Regions from separate parts of the Danio rerio genome. Here region 2 is linked to region 1. The links are chromatin contacts, called in public Hi-C maps. All regions are on one chromosome and are shown on one strand. The core of a region is the stretch at or near the end of the contact, and the rest is flanking DNA. Distances in the headings are between cores, read along the strand shown. Region 1 overlaps taf3 (TAF3 RNA polymerase II, TATA box binding protein (TBP)-associated facto). Region 2 overlaps taf3 (TAF3 RNA polymerase II, TATA box binding protein (TBP)-associated facto).

Region 1 (7,417 bases), core at 1,943-4,442:
TAAACACTTGTAAAAATAAGGCACTTTTATTATATTTTTATGAAAAAATCTCTAAAAGAAAAATAAATAAATAAATAAATCTGAACAAATAACCTTAAATGAGTAATTATTAATTAATCCCTTAAAAAACAAAACAAAAACAAAATAATAATATTTATTTTTACAAACTGTTTTACAAACTATTTTAATTTTCTAACCCTAACCCTAAGTATTATTACTTTAATTTCTAAGTATTAAATAAATTACAATGCATTTCATACATTTTATTTTTACATAAAAAATTAGAAAATGTATAATAATTGGCATATATAATCTATATTAATGAATATGCAATAATAATATATTTTCAATATCATGTAATATTATAACTAATAATAATAATAATAGATTACAATATTTAATGTATATGTGTGACTGACCACATAAGCACTGACAGTCTCGGTGACGACGCTGCAGCCACGAGCCTTAGCCTGGTTGGGTGGAGTCTGGATGGGGGCCGCTGGAGGTGGAGGTGGAGGCAGCACGGGTGGAGGACGAGGTGGAGGGGTTGCAGGAGGCGGGGCAGGTGGAGGAAGAACTGGAGGAGGACGTATTCGGGCTCCGGGACCCATTCGGGCCACTGGGGTCCGCGGTGGAGGAGGAGTGGGCTCTGTATCTGGCACCACTTTACTGATCACACTTAAAGAGACAGAGAGAGAGAGATGGAAAACAGTTATAATACAAATTGTGTAGTAGATTTTAATTAAATCAATTGCTTGTAGTTAGGGTGCACAATCAATCGATAAATCAATCTATCAATCCATCCATCCATACACAATACAATATAATAATAAATATACATCATCACCATATGTAAATCCACAATAGTCACTTTACACCTGTAATGCCGATCATTTTACCCTTAGAGATAAAGTTTATATTTCTGCATTAGTATTTAAGATCTGCGACTAATAAGCAAATTTAAGCCATTTGGGCACAATAAAAAAAAATGCTTGTAGCTGTAATAAATAACTGTATATACAGTCTTCTTTACATGATAAAAACTATACAGTGTCAAGAATTACATCTGATTATTCAATTTGTGTACCTGAATATTGGTAGACTCCCCAGAAAACTATAAAGCACTGTTTATTTCATTTGTGTATTTGCTCTGTTGTATTTAACAGTGTTTTTCATTGATTTATTATATTTTATTGAGCTTCGCTTCCTTACAAAACCATCCCAATCGATCTAAACTTATACATTCTCTCCAAATAGAGCTATCTGAGAAATCTGGTGATACTATATTCATATCATGTCTCTCGCCATAATGCGGTTCACCTTTCGCAGTCTCTTTTTTGTGCAATTTGACATGCTTTTTTAAACAGTGCATTGTGTTCTGCATCCTAATTGGCTGTAGACCATTGTCAATCAATCTCCTCCATGCCATGCCTCCTGTAAAGTACAGAATGCATTCAGCTTGCCAAGTTTTCTACCCAACAAATTCCGTAATGTCGACCAAATGTTCTGCACCCTCAAAGGCACCTGCAGTAACACCCAAAAGGCAAAGGAAGATGCTAACCATTGCAAAAAAAGTTGGACTTCTTGACATGCTAAAGGAAGGTAGAAGTTATGCATGTGTTTAAACAGGAAACAGGAGAGAAAAAGTTTATAAAGAGCGAGGTGAAGGGTTTACAGCCTTAAACATTTATAATAATTGTAAAAATTAAAGTGGACTACTTTGCGAATTTCACCTATTGCAGGCTAGTTTTAGAACATAACTCAAGTGAATAACGGAGGACCACTGTATATATTGCAGTAAAAGAAAATATTTTAATGTCACTTTTTCCCAATATTGTGCAGCCCTATTTGTTGTGCAGCTGTTTTATATGGAATACACTGATGAAATGCATTGCCTCCCTATGTACTGTATTTGTACAAATCTATATTCAAACGTATACTGTACTTTGCAAAAATCTAAATAAATAATTTTTTCAAAAGCAAGATATTAAAATGCTCATTAATACGCACTAAACCATGCATTATCATTCTTCTTGTGTACAGGGTTTAATAAACTGAAACCGCAAAACTATAACAATTTCTGTCACTTCGAATTAAAATTTTAAAAGAATGAAAGAAAATTAAGCTAGTTAACAAGAAACATGTTAGCAAAAAAGATAACGTTTAAAAAATCTATTTGATCAAATGTGGATGTAGATAAAATGTGTGTATTTATATATATTTATATATATTTTTTCAGCTAACATTAATATAAATAATTTAAATTAATTTAATAATGTTTAAGAAAAGCAACAGCTGTATTTCAATGAGTAACAGCTTAAAGTAATGGTCAATATTAAAATTTGCGTTGTGACTCAATTAATCATCTATCATTCATTCCTTTTCTTTTCTGTTTAGTCCCTTTATTATTCTGGGGTCGCCACAGTAGAATGAACCGCCAACTTATCCAGCATATGTTTTACGCAGCGGATGCCCTTCCAGGCAAACCATCACTGGGAAACATCCATAGACACTCATTTACTCATTAGACACACATACACTACGGACAATTCACCTATACCACATGTCTTTAGACTGTGGGGGAAACCGGAGCACCCGGAGGAAATGCACGCCAACACGGGGAGAACATGCAAACTCAAAAAAGAAATGCCAACTGACCCAGCCGAGGTTTAAACCAGCAACCTTCTTGCTGCGAGGCGATCATGCTACCCACTGCACCACCGTGACACCCTTAATCATATATTAAAACATATAAATATGTATAAAACTATGTACTGTAAATAAAAGATTCACATATTTTTTTAAAGAATACAAGTATCAGTATAAGCACTTTGTTATTTACATATTTATTTATCAAATTAATAATTAAAAAAATTATCATTTTGCCTATTTTTGTGATTTCACTATTATATCCTAAAAAAAGAGAATATAATTTACATAATACATAATTCATCCATTTACAGTATCAGCTAATATTGTCTAATATGATGAGTATATGAATATACTGAGGCTCCCTAATAATCACACTCACACTGGAACTGTCTCACGTCTTTTAATTGCTGCCAGAGCTGCTGATTAAAGCCTGCTGTTGCCGAGTAACAGGTTGATTGACAGGCTGGGAGAGAGTGGACAGCGGCGCTCACTGCGGTTTTGACCCTGAGAAGGGCGTGTCAAACGCTCAGCTCTGATTACACACACACACACTCATTATTTATGCTTCATCTGACTGACACACACACAGGACTCCCTTGCGGGGCAAAGATGGTGTGGGGTTTGCCCTGTCCAGGATGTGACCCGAGACCCTCCAAAGGTCAAAGTTCACCCATGCCCATGTTTTCATGCGCATCAAAAGAGCTTCTGTTGAGAAATGTACACTATTTTTAGTTATTGCTTATGCAAGTCAATCCTTCTTTATCTTATACACTGAAAAAAGTGTTGCATGCAGAATTGTTGCAAACATTTTTTTTATGTTGAATTTAAACAAACAAATTAAGTTTAATAATGTTCAACTTAATTTGTTTGTTTAAATTCAACACAAATAAATTGTTTACAACTTCTTAACGTAAAAAAAATGAGTAAATCCAAGGAATCATCTGTGAATATTTTTTTTCAGTGTACTTAAAGGCAATAGTTCACCCCAAAATGAAAATTTAATAAACCATTTACTTATCCTGAAATGGTTCCAAACTTTTAGTTCGCTAGAACTATTTTGAAAAAGTTTGGAAAATCAAAGCTACTGATATCCACTATAGGGAAAGAGAAAAATAAATTAATAAGTCAATAATAATTTTTCTATCCAAAGATGTGACTTCAGCTTATGTGCAAAAACTATAATATCACATAAATCATTTGTGAATAAAGTATCAATTTAATCCAATGGGTCAAGGAGAAAAAAAATCATCTCCTCTTGATAAACTGTCGCAAAATATCCAAAAAGAAACATGGAATTTGATGTGATCTGAGAAGCCACTGTGGGTATTTTTTCATATTTAAAAAATTACTTGCGCCTTAGTAGATGAAGAGGAAATGCAATGAACGCACGGTGGCTTTTAGATGCGCGAGATGCTGCAGAATTTTCTTGAAATACCGAATCAATAACAACCTTTCACATGTTGGCAATGTGGTCGGTTTGCAAGTTTGTCCATTAATGCCATCTCATCGTCGAATTTCACTACATAAAAATATATATTTAAATTATATAATTAAATAAAACATTTTATTCAGTAAATGTTTGTCCATCTAAGTTTAATCACATTTTTTCTTAACCAAAAAAATATTTATCCTACTCAAGTTTTTTTATTGCACATTTTCAAAATGTAAGCACATCTTGGTGTTTATATTAAGCTTTTTTTTTTTACACGATAGTTCAAAATGCTTACAAATTGTCTACCGTTTACCATTCTTCAGAATATCTTGTTTTACATTTAACAGAAGAAACTCAAACAGGTTTGAAACAAGTGCAGTATAAATTATTGATGGCAGAGTTTTCATTTTTTGGTGAACTATCCCTTAAAATCTACATTTCATTTAGCATCTTTTCGCCATCTTTGTTTGAAACTTGCAATTGCAGTACTTTGCAGAATGATAAAAATATGTTTAAAAAAAAAAACAATTACAATGTTACTAAAAAAAGAAAGCAAAAATAATACAGCACGATTTTAACTTATACATATACGAAAAAGAGTAGAAAGAAGCAAATATATGTTTAATCCTACCCATTCACTGCTCTACATTAATAACAAGTAACTATCCATAAGAATAAGTAATAATCTATAACAATAATCATCAATTTAACTCCATGATTCTGTCATTCACTCTTACCCTAATACACACTTTTCACTTTCTACACGTCATGTACAGTTTACCTAAATAAACTGTATCAACACAAATCAAATCTGTTCTTCATTTATGTACGTACTGAAAACCACATTTATTCTGCTTTCTGAACTGGGCCACTCTTGAACATTTTTTGAGCTCCAGACCTAGTTTGTTCCAAAATTTCACATCACACATACACTACCTGATAAAAGTCTTGTGGTCTATTCAAGTATTAGGAACAACAAATAATAACTTGACTTCTAGTTGATCATTTGGTATCCAAAGTTGCTTATATGAAAGGCAAAGGCCTCTACATTATGCTTATTTTACCAAAATAAAATATGATCATGCCTTGATTTTTAATTAGTTAATTAGGACAGTAAGGTCTGAATTTGCTCAGACAAAAATGTCTTGTCGCTTAACAGAAAAAATGTACAGTATAGAATATAAAGTCATGGTGCAGTGGAAAAAGAATTAATATTGTGTATGACTCCCATGAGCTTGGAGGACTGCATCCATTCATCTCTGCTATGACTTCTTAATAAAGTCATCTGGCATGGCAAAGAAAGCGTCCTTGCAGAACTCATCAAGATTCATTAAGATTCTTTGGTTTCAACTTTAATGCCTCCTCCATCTTACCCCAAACATGCTTTATAATGTTCAGATCTGCTGACTGGGCTGGCCAATCCAGTAGAACTTTGATGTAGAGGCTGAAGTATGAGAAGGAGCGTTATTCTGATGAAGAATCTGCCCTCTTCTGTGGTTTAAATCTAATGGGCAGCACAACTGTCTTGATACCTCAGGCTGTTGATGTTGCCATCCACTCTGCAGATCTCTCCCAGGCCCCCATACTGAATGTAACCAAAACTATGTTTTCTCCTTTACCAAACTTGACTGACTTATTTGAGAATCGTGGGTCCATGTGGGTTCCAATAGGTCTTCTGCAGTATTTGTGATAATTGATTCATCGGGGAAAATTCACCATCTCCCACTTTTCCAAATGAACATCTAGAAGTCAAGCTATTATTTGTTCTTCTTACAATTAAAAGCGATAAAAAGACTTTGTCAGGTAGTGTAGAAATACAAAAAATTGTTAATGTTGTATGAACATAAGAATCCCTAAAGTTTCATGCTATCCTAAAATTATATCTTTCCTCCATTATTAAATCTTTAAAAAAGTATTAACAGAGAGTAAATTACATTTACATAACTACATGAGATACATATTTTTTTGCTGTTAGAAAAGGAACTAAATAAATAAATTTGAATATATTTGATTTGAAAAATAACACATTAGTGTGAGATTTATAACCAGTTTTATTAATTATCCGTGTTGCTCTTTTTTGCAACATTTAAGAATTCAAAATGCCTTTCAGTCACTGCGCAGTCGCATAACTCTTACCGTGACACGCACCTCTTAAAAAATGTAACTACATGTCGCAACGACGCGTAGCACAAGCTCTGTGATTGGTCAATTTGGTAGCTGTGACCAGTGTGGGTGGGACCGAGAGCCGTGTAAACCAGTTGGCGCGAGTGTTGACAAATATCAAGTCCAGTGAAGTAACTTTATATGGACACTGTTGTTTTGTGTTTACCTTATGATTAATCTTGTTGCATGTCTGCCAGTTCTCGCCTCTGAATGAGCAAGTTTTAGCTACATACAAAGAAAAAAAAAAAAACACCAACGAAAAAACTCGACACAGAGGAGCAATAAAATGTACTGTCAGCTAGCGTTTCGGAAGTGTTATAGCAACACAAACAGCATGCAGAAGTATAAATGCACGACTAAGCACAAGGCATCACTCGACGTAGAAGTATAAACCAGCCTTAACTGTCGTACCATTTGAGTTTCACATTCCTGAGATGAGGCTACAAATGACCCTGGTATTTGATGTATCTAAAGCTGGAAGTCCCTCTAACTGTGTACAAATGAGATGTATAGTAACAATAAAAGATGAACAACAACAAGCTCGCATCTCATTTGAAAACCTACAAGTACGACTTAAAAAATACGAAAACATTATTACAAACTTACCAATGTGAATCAGCTTAAAGAAAGAAGACAATTTGAACACCGACTGGTTATGTACTTGATTTTGCATCATATTGTAACCAAACTGCAGCGTTAAGACTGAAGTCTTTCAACCCAACATGAAAGTTAAACACAAACAACATCTAAAGCTTCATGTTTATGCAAACGAAATAAAACACAAGGACGCACATAAAACACATTTCCCTCTTGAAAGGACCGCTGATTGTGTTTTCCTACACACCAGACTACAGGTGTGAGGAAAAAAGCAACATCAGAGGCACAACACACTCCCGGTCTGAGAATAAAGGCCTTCCTGTGCAAACAGACGTAAACACTAATGTTTCCCGTCCTGCATGCAGGTGGAACTGAAGAGGTGAGGAAGACATTGAACAGCGCAGTCAAAACATGCTATACTTTCTCAGGCTAAATCACTCTGGCCATTAAAGCGACATCGGTCACGTGTAGACGTTCAGGATTCAGTAATCGCCTTACCTGTAGTATGGCGCTGTGTGTGTGTGTGTGAGGGGGTTAAGTGGTGTGAACACTAGCGCTATTGATAGGAGTGTG
Region 2 (7,417 bases), core at 2,436-4,935, 52 kb after region 1:
ATATGCGAAATTTGCCTTATTTCCATCTTCTGCTTTTGGTGTGAACCCAGCCATGTTGGCCAATCAAAAAGGAGAAAACAGCACACATGCTGACATCATGAGGCCACATGATTATCGACACGACCACCCAAAGTTTTCGAAAATCTTCATCCTGGTCAGAGTTTTCGTAAAGTTTCCGTTTTTAGTCACCTGGCACTGTATTTTTGTGCAAACAAACAGTCAAACCATTTAGAAAAAAAAGTGTAGTTTTCTTTGTGTGGACAGGCACCTTAGAAACATCCTTGTTCTTCTCGTTCTCATGTAACAGAACACTGGTGGACCAAAGGCCAATCAGAACACAAAGCAGACTGTAACATGACTCACGGGCCACACCCTCATCATTTGCTTGTACTTCAAGTTGTTCATCCATACTTGATGAGCAGTCACATCATCAGGAGAACACAGCCTAAGGGCCTACTCGCACTATGCTATCCGAACCATGCCCAGGCCCATTTCCCGGATCGTTTGAGAAGTCCGAGTACTCTGAATCGGGTTCAGGCACGGTTCACTTGGCCAGCCCTGGCCTGGTTGGAAGAGGTGTGCCTGAGCACAGTTCACTTGGACTTTGGCGCGGTACACTTGTGTGTGAGTGCAAAACGCGCCAGAGCCCGCAACTGAAAGCGAGACGTGACTTTTAAGGAAGTTTAAAGTTTCATATGGATTTATTTATCATTCTTACTGTTCAGTGAACGCAAAATGTCATAGGTTACTAAAGACGCAAACCTCACTATGCGCGAAAGCTGCGCACCTTCAGCAAACCTCCTAATTCCTGCAGCACGAGGACTTTATGATTGTCTATGAGCATCAAAAGTGGCTGATCTGTTTGCCGAAATATTTGACTGCGTCACTGCAGATCAAACGACTTAAACGATATAACTAAAGAAATCTCCACTATACTGAGCGAGAGCACTTACTGAACAGTGCATCATCGATGACGCATGCGTGTCCAGGCCTGAATGTAATGTGAGTGCAGGCCGTCGAGGGAGACGGGGCGGATGGGCAAGAGTGCTTTGGCCTGGTTCAAGGCAACTGTACATAGTGCGAGTACGACACAAAAAAAAAAAATAAATGACAGATTATACATGTATTCAGCTTCACTCCAAAGAGGCATAGGGTATGTTTAATTGAATGTTTTGTTATTTTTTTTTGTGTTTATTGCTAAATTTGATGCTTGTGTTTCAACAAACAAAAGTAGACTGCTAAATCGTGTCAAATCACCAAGGCTAAAGTTACTTTGATTGGTTTATAACAGAGAACTAAATTAAACCTGCACCCATAGAGTTAGAAGTTAAAAAGATTTAATTAGGCATCTACTTTGTTTGGTAAAACTTTTTTGACAAATTAAGCATTACTATAGTGTCCGTTTTCAGCATACATCAAGCTCTGTGTATATGTGTGCGTCTGTGAGAGTTGCATGTCAGTGCAGAGCTCATTAATATTCACGACCAATCCAAATATGGTCAATTATGGAACTTCTAATAGTAGGTGTACTTTATGGTGTAATAAATATGCATAAAAAACATTTCATTTTGTTTTTACTTACCTAAGCCATATACAAATATATGAAGACATTTGAAGAAATTTTTTAAATTTGACAAAAAAAATATGATTTTTTTTACAGTCTATAATTTATAACAACATTTTATCTCCTCATTTCTAGCCTAACAAAATCCAAAACAGCTAAATCTACTTCAGAAAGCAAAAACCTCAAACAGAGAGGATGTTTTTAAAATCAAAGAAATAAAAATAACATATTAAAACATATACAAACACATATATTAAGTGAACATCCATATTGCAAGCAAACAAGCCACCAAGCTGAAGTGTGTATAAGTAAAAGTGTTGGTGGTGAGCTGTTGATTTGAAAGCTGCTCTCGTCCACCTCTTGTTTCCTATGGTGGCATTAAGTGCTCAGCCAGACTCCCTCTTTGCTAACACAATAAACACACACTAATTCCCTGGCACTGCTAAACGCTTCAGCAGCACCGTATCTGTGCGTGTGTGTGTGTGTGTGTGTGTGTCCAATTACAGAACTTAACCATAAGAAAAGTCCTACAACACACTTTTAGAGTGTGATGCTTTATATCTGAAGATGAAGTAGTTTGTTGACTTCAGCACTATGGTGAATATTACTTTAATCAAAAAATTCTATTTTTTATGTATTTTTTAACTGAAAGTTTTTGCTATAATTTTAGTATTAATAATTAAGTATGCATTATGACTTATTAAAAATTTATATATAAATATGAACAAATGGTAACACTTTATTTTGATGGTCCATTTGAGTAATAGTAGACTGTCTGCTTAATATGTTTATACTGTTCCTTCAACAGACATTTAACTGATTATAAGAAACTTTTTATATATATATATATATATATATATATATATATATATATATATATATATATATATATATATATATATATATATATATATATATTAATATATATATATATATATATATATATATATATATATATATATATATATATATATATATATATATATAAAATATTATATGACAAATCCATATAATTTCAATTTTCAATTGTTAAGCATTTTTATTAATGAATGTCACAAACAAATCTATATTAAATAAAAATCAACATATACAAAATAAAAATCGAAGTAGTTTGTTAAGTGGGAATTTTTACATTAAAAATATGAATAATTATTTTCTATAAAAATTATTAAAAGTATATTATAACATAATATTTATAACTAAATAATTTTAATCTTATATTAAATCAAATCTAAATTTAATAAGTAATAAATAAATACATAATTAATTAATAATTAATTAATTCATATACAATAAATACAATAATAACAAATAAATTAAATAAATTAATCAAAACTGAAATAATAAACAAAACAGCTGGAAATGGTTAATTAAATAAACTTTAAAGTTCTAAACGTCAAACGTTCACTAATTCTGAATTTAGTTTTTTTTACAAAGCTATAGGAGAATAGAAGAATAAGAAAACTATTCTGAATGTTAAAAGCTCATATAAACCTATTAAAGGTTATATCAACAATATATACTGTAAACAACAAACTACTATATTATTGTAAAGTCAATAATTACAATTCCAAATAATGTTAAATCACAATATTTGTAGTCAACAATGAAGTAAAAAATCAATTAATTAATAAACAAAACTTGCTGAGTACCAAACAATTTCATGTTTGTCAACACTAATCGTTTGGGTTATTTTAATCTTTAACACATTTAAGTGGACTAAACATAAAACAATTAAGTTGTCCCCAAAAAAAAAAAAAGATGTGAGTTGTTTCGACTCTTTTTAAATAAGTAGCAGCAAAAGTTCTTTTTTGATTGAAGCAACAGGCTGCCAGCCAGAAATATGAGGGCAGATTTCTTCCAACTGCACACACACATACACGCACATTGAGGTTAACGGTGACCCACCCTGGCGCTGTGGGACAGAGGGCAGAGGTTTTTGTTGAGCCCGCAGGTCTGTCACTCTCTCTGGGGAAGGATTTAAATTCCTATCCCTCCCTTCCACCGGACGAACCAAACCCAACACACACAGCAGCAGTTTCAGCGTCTGGGCACACAAACACTCACAGCGGGCCCCCGACTCCACCAAAACACAAGCTAATATCATTACATTTACACACAAACATGAACATCACAGGAATCAAAAGTCAACTGTAAATCAGGATGATCCAAAACTGACTATTATAATCTTTCGAGATTCATTTACTTTATTCTAGTTTTTATTATTTGGGGATGAACTTAGACACACAACTTTGAAAAGTTAAGTTGAGGTTTAAATTATCAGTGGTTTATGTGTCGTTATGTTACCAATTATATTTGAATAATTATGGTATGAATTTATCTGAATTATTATAATATCAACTGGATACAATTAATTTTAAATCCAAATGTTATAGGAAAGCAGAACTTGTGGATTTTTACAAATAAAATATATATTAAGAATAATAATTTTTTGGATTAGAAATGAACATTTTAATAAATAATACATTTGTAAAAAATTTTGTAAACTCATAAAATGTATTCATTATTAATCTTAATAAAAAATAAACACATTTTTTATTTTTAAATACACAAAATATGATTTAACAATACACGTCTATATAATTTTATTACATTTGCTACTATGATTTTTAACAAGTAAATAAAACACTTAAAGTTACAAAACATTTATGTAATTAAATGTAATTAAAATTAAATAAATGTAAAAACTTTTATTATTACAAAATTACACTCATGAAAATTAAGAGTCATGCAATTAAGAGTCATTGACAGGTGAATTTTTTTTTATATAGATAGAGAGCATGTAAAATTTATATAAAGTATCTTTTATCATGTTTCAAATAAAAAATGTAAAAACAAACTGTAAAAAGTTTAATAATGTTTCATTGTCATTTAGTGGCAGTCTGGCTGATGTTTATTAAAAATTATAGTATCTTATTAAATATTTTTTAAAAATTATATATATATATATATATATATATATATATATATATATATATATATATATATATATATATATAAAGAATACATTTTAATTTTATTATTTTAATTTAAATTATATAAAAAAAAACATTGTTGAGTAAAACCAAAAGATTAAGGTATCAGATTTAAGATTCAGAGGGAGAGTAGATATAACATTTAAAACAATGATTTTTGCTGCTTGTTGAAACTACATATTTAAAATGAGTTGAAAAAACACAATTCTTGATTTTTTTTTTGGAACAATTTAATTGTTTTAAGTTCAATTCACTTAAATTTGTAAAAAAAAAATTTAAGTTAAATACATTTTTGTTAGGTCAATATGAAACAATTGTGTGGAAAACTGCATTTTTGGTGTAAAACTACATTTTAAATGAAAAAATAAAACTTAAATATTGAAGATTGGGTAAAACCAAAAGATTTGAGGAAAAACAGACATGACAAAAAATAACTCAAGATTTGAAGTGAATTTAATTTTTTAAAACTGAAGTCATCAATTAAAGCATGTTAGAAATGTTGGTAACTTGAATATAGTTAGAATGTGGTATATGATAAATAAATAACTTTCATGGAGTTTTGGCTGCATGGAAAAATCCCTTTTCTGTGGCTCGCATGGCCTATAATTTCCGACAATACGCAGATATATCAGTCCACAGTCCAAACATCAAATGTATCAAGCATCCAACAAGAATGTAACACATTTAGCAAAACAAGACCATGTTTGCAACAAAAACGGCACAGCATAAACAATTAAATTCTCTGAAAAGGCCTTGAACATTAAACGATAAAGAGTGACAGGTCGAAATAAAACCCACTCATGCGTAACTGCATGGCAGTTACTTTAAGGAATCACCCCACATTATTGCTCTTCATGTGGGTGAGCGTTTCGTAGGCGGTGTTCAAGTGTACGAACAGCATTTTTCCCGCCAGAGTCACGGTTCTTTCATATCAGAATGGCAGAAAAGGCAGAAGCGATGATCACATGACGCCTACGCCAAAGGAGGACAACAGACCAGGTCAATGACCAAACACATACACAATGAATGCTTCTGGATAAACAAACACACCATAAAGACAGATTCTGGAGAAAACAACACGTGTTTGAGCGCTGGAGAGACAGACGGACGGCAGAGAGAATGATAGAGAGACTGAGAGGGAAAAAGATAGATGGAGAGGAGGAAAAGAGGTTATTTGATGCAAGAGTGCCATCTAAAGGCAGGTGATGTACTGCTGGAGGTTTAGGAGGATAAGGTGGCTCACTTTTTAAAGGCATTCATTTCATGATGAATGCTATTGAATGATAGATTCATAAAGGGGGAAAAATATTAATTAAAATAACACTCCATACTGATAATGAAGAAAAATAAGAAAAAACATCTGCAGATAAAGTAATAAAGAAATAATAAAAAAATGCATATAAATAAATAACACTGCAAAAATGCTGGGTTCCAAACAATTCCTCCCGTTTTCCCCAACACAAATTAAGTTGACTTAAAAGTTTTACAAATTTAAGTGGATTGAAAATAAAACAATAAATATGGTTAAACTAAATTCTGTTTAGCATCTTTATTTATGTAACAACAATTGTTTTGTTATATTGTACAAGTAATATTTACTAAATACAATGCATTAAGTCTTAATACAAATATTGAAATTTCAAATAAAGTTATATTATATTATATGTAAATACATACTTTCTAGTGGAAATTTGTATGCACTAAACTATTTTGATAAATAAATTCAATATCATGTGTGCTAGAAGTATAAGTAATTTATGTCAAAATTCAAATAAGAAATCTGTACTAAACAATAAAGTCAAAAAGAAATATATAATGAATAAATAAAGATTTGTTAAGTAATAAAAATGGAATTTGCAAAATGAAATAATCTTTGCTAGGTGTTAATATTTATCATATCAATCGATTTTCAATAAGGAATCCTTAATAAAGCATTTGCCTAAGAACCCTAATACTCTAATTGAAATAATCAATGCATGATTTATGCTATGTCCAAATAATTAACAGAATAGAAACATTCCAAAGGCCTAAAAGTCAAACAGATGTTGATGCATGAATTTATATGAGAAAAAACAAGATAAATATTGCTAAAAACATTGTTTAGAAAGTAAAAACTAATAAAACTTAAATATTTAGCCTTTCTACCCCTCAGGTGCCCTTTCATAACTGATTTATTTGCATCTTTTAAGGGACCTATTCTACTAATAAGCAGCATGGAGGAAACATATGAGTGATTAAAAGTATAAAGATTTTATAGCAATAAAATTACACACTTTGCCAATTACTGAATAAACAAATAAACAAGCAACTCAATTTGTTGTTGTTTTTTTCATAATATCAACACTTTCATATATTTTATCTCAACTAGATAACCAATGAATATAACTACAACTCAAAACCAGTAACTCCAATCACACAGAAAATGTATAGCTAACAAATGTAATGCAGATAAAGATACTCTCACACTGTACCCGGGTCAGTTCTTACGGTTAACGCATGTTCAGGTTATTACAAACAGCAATACAGATATATAATATCAGATATTGGGTCTGTGTTTGGTTAAGTTTTTTTCTATGATGATAATAAAGCAGAGATAATATAAGCTTGCCTTTGATCATACCTGAATCTGACGACTTTACACTTTGCACAAGCGGTTCGGCTACGAAGAGGATCAAGTTTGAACCCAAAACTGCCTCAGACAGAGAATGAAAGAGCGGCGGCAGAACCCAAAGAATAGGAGTGTGACAAAAGACAAAAAAAAAAAAAAAAGCACAGAGGATCAAGCGTTTTACGAAGATCTCAATGAAAAGTGGCCTAATTTCTGAGTGAAACCTGAGAGAATGTGAACATTTGGACT

Evidence for each region. Hi-C and Micro-C count contacts between places; a contact is called where the count stands out from the background.
Region 2: a Hi-C map of embryo shows a contact between it and region 1, with 2.0 times the contacts expected there. The contact joins two enhancer-like sites. A contact is called at or near these places in 3 of 18 Hi-C or Micro-C datasets (caudal fin, embryo and gastrula embryo).

Annotation. Positions count from the first base shown.
Region 1 is chr4:25,735,374-25,742,790 of GRCz12tu, forward strand. taf3 (TAF3 RNA polymerase II, TATA box binding protein (TBP)-associated facto) reads right to left here. Exons shown (of 7, transcript NM_001042744.2): 5 at 420-678. Among named protein-coding and RNA genes, the nearest start is that of gata3, 32 kb to the left of the region's middle. Within about 2 kb of position 3,193, at least 9 of the 62 cell types and tissues checked have an H3K27ac peak or open chromatin away from gene starts, as enhancers often do.
Region 2 is chr4:25,787,201-25,794,617 of GRCz12tu, forward strand. All of the region lies in intron 2 of taf3 (TAF3 RNA polymerase II, TATA box binding protein (TBP)-associated facto), which reads right to left. Among named protein-coding and RNA genes, the nearest start is that of taf3, 26 kb to the right of the region's middle. Within about 2 kb of position 3,686, at least 4 of the 62 cell types and tissues checked have an H3K27ac peak or open chromatin away from gene starts, as enhancers often do.